2 separate regions of the Astyanax mexicanus genome follow, and region 2 is linked to region 1. Evidence: chromatin contacts called from public Hi-C data. All regions are on one chromosome and are shown on one strand. Each heading gives the region's core, a stretch centred on a gene start, on an enhancer-like site or on the middle of the called end of the contact. The rest is flanking DNA. Distances are from core to core; before and after follow the strand shown. Region 1 overlaps phf10 (PHD finger protein 10). Region 2 holds the start of spred2b (sprouty related EVH1 domain containing 2b).

What was found. Hi-C and Micro-C count contacts between places; a contact is called where the count stands out from the background.
Region 2: a Hi-C map of muscle shows a contact between it and region 1, with 14 times the contacts expected there. The contact joins the promoter of spred2b here to the enhancer-like site in region 1. A contact is called at or near these places in 2 of 3 Hi-C or Micro-C datasets (both in muscle).

The regions. Positions count from the first base shown.
Region 1 is chr7:17,869,129-17,871,828 of AstMex3_surface, forward strand. All of the region lies in intron 1 of phf10 (PHD finger protein 10), which reads left to right. Among protein-coding and RNA genes, the nearest start is that of spred2b, 84 kb to the right of the region's middle. Within about 2 kb of position 1,448, the one cell type or tissue checked has an H3K27ac peak away from gene starts, as active enhancers do.
Region 2 is chr7:17,952,847-17,955,546 of AstMex3_surface, forward strand. It overlaps spred2b (sprouty related EVH1 domain containing 2b), which reads right to left and starts at 1,321. Exons shown (of 6, transcript XM_022686178.2): 1 at 731-1,321. The coding sequence starts at 756. All of the region lies in intron 1 of phf10 (PHD finger protein 10), which reads left to right.

The sequences.
Region 1 (2,700 bases), core at 198-2,697:
TGCTTTCATTTGTTTTCAGTTGTCTAATATTATAATATATATGCATCCCTATTAAGCATTGATAAGCCAGATTGAAGCAATGTTTGGTAACTCCAAATAATACAGTTTTCTTTAAAAGGTTTGGAAACAGCAAAATATAGCTTTAAAGGTTGAAGGTGAATACATTCTAATATAATATTATGGTAATCTGATTAAATAACATCTTTTCATCTAAATAAGTAATTTCTTTAAAGCCTAAACGTCTTTAGACCACTAAAACATGTGAACAGTGCTGTAATGTATATGTTTGACATATAAATGTTAACATAAAAGAAACAAACAGAATGTGATGTATCAGAATAGTATCTAATATACAGCTCTGGAAAAAAATAAGTGACAAGACCACTTCAGTTTCTGAATCAGTTTCTCTGATTTAGCTATTTATAGGTATATATTTGAGTAAAATGAGCACTTTTGTTTAATTGTATAAACTACGGAAAACATTTCTCCTAAGTTACGAATAAAATTATTGTCATTTAGAGAATTTATTTGCAGAAAATGAGAAATGGCTGAAATAACGAAAAAGATGCAGAGCTTTCAGACCTCAAATAATGCAAAGAAAACTAGTTCATAATTATAAAGTTTTAAAAGTTAAGAAATCAATATTTGGTGGAATAATCCTGGTTTTTAATCACAGTTTTCACGCAGCTTTGCATGTTCTCCTCCACCAGTCTTACACACTGCTTTTGGATAACTTTATGCCGCTCCTGGTGCTGGTTTGTTTGATGGCTTGTGATCATCCTTCTTCCTTTTGATTCTATTCCAGAAGTTTTTAACGTGGTAAAATCAAAGAAAATAATTTTTAAGTGGTCTCTTATTTTTTTTTTGTCCAGGGCTGTATATATGTATGTGTGTTTGTGGTAAAGTTAAAAAGAACAATAGTGTAGATCCTGAGATAAGAGAAAAAAAACTTTAGTGTAGATCCTGAGATAAGAGAGCCGTTGGAAAGCTGCGATTTTTGAAAGTTCAGGAGTGAAAGAAAGAGGTGGCACGACCTCAGACTGCAGCGAATGTGCAAGAAGTTTGAGCAGAGGGCGGCGGGGGGTGTAATTACATGCTAGACTGTCAAGAACACCTCCCCCAGGCCTCCAGGGGACTGCTTGTAAAGGAAGGAAGGAAGTCATTTTTGGATCATAAACAGAGAAAAGCCTCAGGAAGAAAAAAAAGAAGGTAGAAAGAAAGAGAGGGAGTTTAGAAGAAGAAAAAAGACCAAAGGCAGATGGACAAAGAATAAGGAAATGTAAATGTGGCATGGAAGAGTGGAACCAGCAGAGGAAGAGGCACAGTTTCCTTGCCTGAAACAGTGGAAGGGCAGCGAGGATGAGGTGGAAGAGAAGCTTTATAGCTGCTTGTCACACAATGCCTGCCTACCCCTCAACCAACCATGACCGTCTCCATACCAGAGCCATAGGGGGCGTGAACTGAACCAACTTCCCAAAGAACACTTCACACCGTGAATAATCGCCAGCCAGCAACACCTTCTCATATATAGTGAAGCCTGGCTACCCAGATTTACTCATCCCAGTTTACGTGTGAAGGTCTGAAATTCAGCATTAAAGCAAATACTTCAAGAGTTTTACATTTTGAATGTTTTTAATACCATCAGTTAAGATCTTAGTCTTGTTAGAGATATTTAATACTACATAGCTACCCTTTCCCTTATGGTGAAAGCATTGGACATTCTGTTACTTAGATGCTGTGTTATTTTGTAGTTTGGATGAGTGAATAGTGTTTTTACCTCTTTTTAACCCTCCAAAAACCCTGCATCCTCTGAATTATAGGGTCATATATTTTGAGGTATATTGTTGCTGTTATGCAAAAAAAAAATCCAGTTTCATTTTTCCAATTTCCATTTTTTTTACATAATTTTAATTATTTGTTATTTAAAATGTAATCATAAATGGGCTGGGGTTCAATTCCTGATCTGCACTACACCAATACAAGGCCATTGGCAAGACTCCTAACATTCCTTGTACGTAATAAAGTAACCTTGTAAGTATCTCTTGATAAGAATGGCCCCTATAATTTCTGCTAATATTTTTTTTTTTTTTTTTTTTACTTGAAATAAAATATTTTAACATTAAATGTTTATAGGACCAAGACTAAGCCTAGTCTTGGAATTTTAAGTGGAGATTTTCCATTGAAAACAATATATAGTCTACAACTATATACTTCTTATCAACCCATGAAGTAGTTTATTTAAGAAAATATAGTGAGAAAACATTTATATATATATATATAGCAATATTGCACGTTCAAATTCACAGATTTTTTTTTTTCTAGATTGTGGGTCACAATGATCAGAGATATTTCCAGAGTGAAAAGTTGTTAAAGCCCGAGAACCCTGTCAAGCATGGTGGTGGTAGTATCATGCTTTAAACCTGTTTTGCTACCATCAGCGGAACTGGAGTGGAGTATTGAAGAAGCAGGGAGACTACCTCAGAATCCCTTTACACAACTTTAAAACAGAAGCCACTAGATGGTTGAACCTTGAACACAGTGGAGTGTTACAACAGGATCGAGACTTCAAATACACATCAAAGCTGGATGTGGAATGGATAAAGAAGGCTTACAGAACACCCTTCCCTAACTTCAGATCTCAAACTTGTTGAAAATATTAATTGGTGCCAGGTAAACCAAGAAATTGAACTGAACTCTACT
Region 2 (2,700 bases), core at 71-2,570, 84 kb after region 1:
AGGACTACTGCCTCTGTCTGGGTGTGTATGTGTGTGTGTGGTGTGATCGTTTTTTATGAATGAAGCTCTGTATGCAAATGAGAGCGATTCAAAGAAAGGGCAAAACAAATGGAGGATAGACTAGCTAACATCATTCAGCTCCGGTTTGTGTGTCTGCCTGTCCGTTTTGCAAGTGAATTAGGGCTGGGGAAAAGACCCCCTGTGTAGCCCCCCAGTCAGTCACTGAAGCCTGGGGAGGCTCGGGGCTGGTCCTACCAGCATTTTACATTTTAGCTAAGGAACTCTGTTGAACAGTAGAAAAAGTAGCCCTTCCCTGAGAAAAAAATGTTTCCGAGCCGCCCCCACTCTCTCTCTCTCTGTCTGTCCCCCTCTCCCCCTCTCTCCCACTCCTTCCCTCCCCTCTTAAGGCAGGGGGGTGAAGGAGAGGGCCTGATCCCCCTGTTTTTTTCGTCGCCCACTGTCAGAACTACACACACACATACACATATGTATACACACACACCCACACATACAACACGACTAACTAAAAACAAGCACTCGAAACTTTCCCCCACTCAGGCCATAAAACAGAGCAGAAGAGACAGGTTAGCTTAGGTTAGGTTAGCCAGCTAACTAACAACAAACCAGAGTAGCTAACTAACCCACGTACTCAAACAAGAGAAAAACAGAGGGAGAGAAAGGCAGAAAAAGAAAGAGAAAAGGAGACTAGCTGTACAGTATAAGTACTCACTCGTTTGGGCGTGTTTCTTCAATCATTTTCTCGTTTCACCTCGAAAAAAATCCCACCGCGGGTGCTCTCTTTTCGCTCGTCATTTTTCTTCTCTCTTCTCCAAAATAATAATAATAATCCCTTCACATCGCGCCTCAGCCTCCTCTCCTCCCGTCTTCTTCCCTCGCGTGTTTTCTTCTCCTCCTCTCCTGTCCGCCGTCCTGACGGCCTCTCGCTTCTTCCACTCTTTCTCTCTCTTAGTCTCGGTCTAATTTTCTCCTCCTTTTCTCTCCAGAGCTGAAACCAGTTGCTGGTAGAAATCGTGACGACTCTGGTCTCCCGAGCGCCGAGTCTCGCAGCGCAGCAGCCCCGTGTCTGAGTGAGTGCGCGCGCTCTCTCCACAGCCCGGGTGTGTAGTAGTATAGCTAATGGTGAGTTCAGAGATACCGGAGAGTGAGTTCTTACCGCCGGGCTGATCTCGGGTCTGGGGCGAGTCTCTCCGCCGTGCTGCTGCTCGCTAAGCGCTGATGTTGCTGAGGGTGGCCCCGTCCGAGCCCCATCTCTCTTTACTCCATGTTGGATTCTGCAGCGAGCAGCAGCAACAGCGCGAGAGAGGGAGGGGGGGGGGGGGAAAGAAAGGGGGGGCAGGGCGGAAACGATGACGTCAGCTCGGCAACACTGCAGACTGACTTTTAATCTGAGAAGCAAGTGAGTGAATGAGTGAGTGAGACAGTGAGTGAGTGAGTTAGGGAGTCAGATAGTGAATGAGTGAGACAGGGAGTGAGACAGTAAGTGAGAGAGACAGGAAGTGAGTGAGTGAGTGAGTGAGTGAGTGAGTGAGTGAGTTAGGGAGTGAGGGAGTAAGTAAGACAGTGAGTGAGAGAGTTATTGAGTTAATGAAAGAGTGATTGAGCGAGTGAGTGAGTGAGTGAGTGAGTGAGTGAGTGAGTGAGTGAAAGAGTGATTACGTTAATGAGTAAGTAAATGAGTGAGAGAGTGATTGAGTTAATGGGTGAGTGAGTGAGTTAGAGAGTGAAAGTGACTGAGTGAATGAGTGAGTAATTGAGTTAATGAGAGAGTGAGTGAGAGAGTGATTAAGTTAATGAAAGTGAGTAAGTAATTTAGTTCATGAAAGAGTGATTAAGTTAATGAAAGAATGAGTGAGTGAGTAATTGAGTTAATAAGAGAGTGAGTGAGAGAGTGATTAGGTTAATGAAAGAATGAGTAAGTGAGTGAGTAATTGAGTTAATGAGAGAGTGATTAAGTTAATGAAAGAATGGGTAAGTGAGTAAGTTAGTGAGTGATTAATAAAAGTATCCATTGTTTAAAACTTAATCTCTCGTGTTGTGTCCCTCTTTTATGTTGTGGGGTATGGATGAGCCAATGCCATAACAATGATTGGGTAAAGGAGTGAGAGTGAGTGAGTGAATAAGTGAGTTAATGAGTGTGTAAGAGAATGAATGAGTGAATAAGTGAGTGAATTAGTGACAGTGAATGAATGAGTTAATGAGTGAATGAGAGTGATTGAGTGAATTAGTGAGTGAGTTAGGGAGTGAGGGATCGAGAGTGAGTTAGGGAGTGCGGAAATGAGTGAGTGAGTGAGTGAGAGAGTGAGTAACTGAGTGAGTGAATGAGTCTCCACTGTTAACTAACCTGCTAACTCCACAACTACTGATCTTAGGTCAGCTATGACTTCAAATAGCTTATACAGAAACATACATAGGCTATGTCGTAATGGATTAAGTATATGCATAAAAAAGTTCAAGAAACTATGAAGAAAAACATCTGAAATTATTTAGTAAACAAAAAGTGTTAAACAAACCAGAATATGTTCTTTAAAGTAGCACCTTTTGCTTAGCTTTCAGTTAACAGCTGTGCTGAACTTGTCAAAAGTGAATTACTTGAATTTCTTGCCCTTTTAATGAGTTTGAGTGCATCACCTGTGTTGTGAGAAGGTAGATTCTTGAAATTAATAGAATGTTGTTATCGCA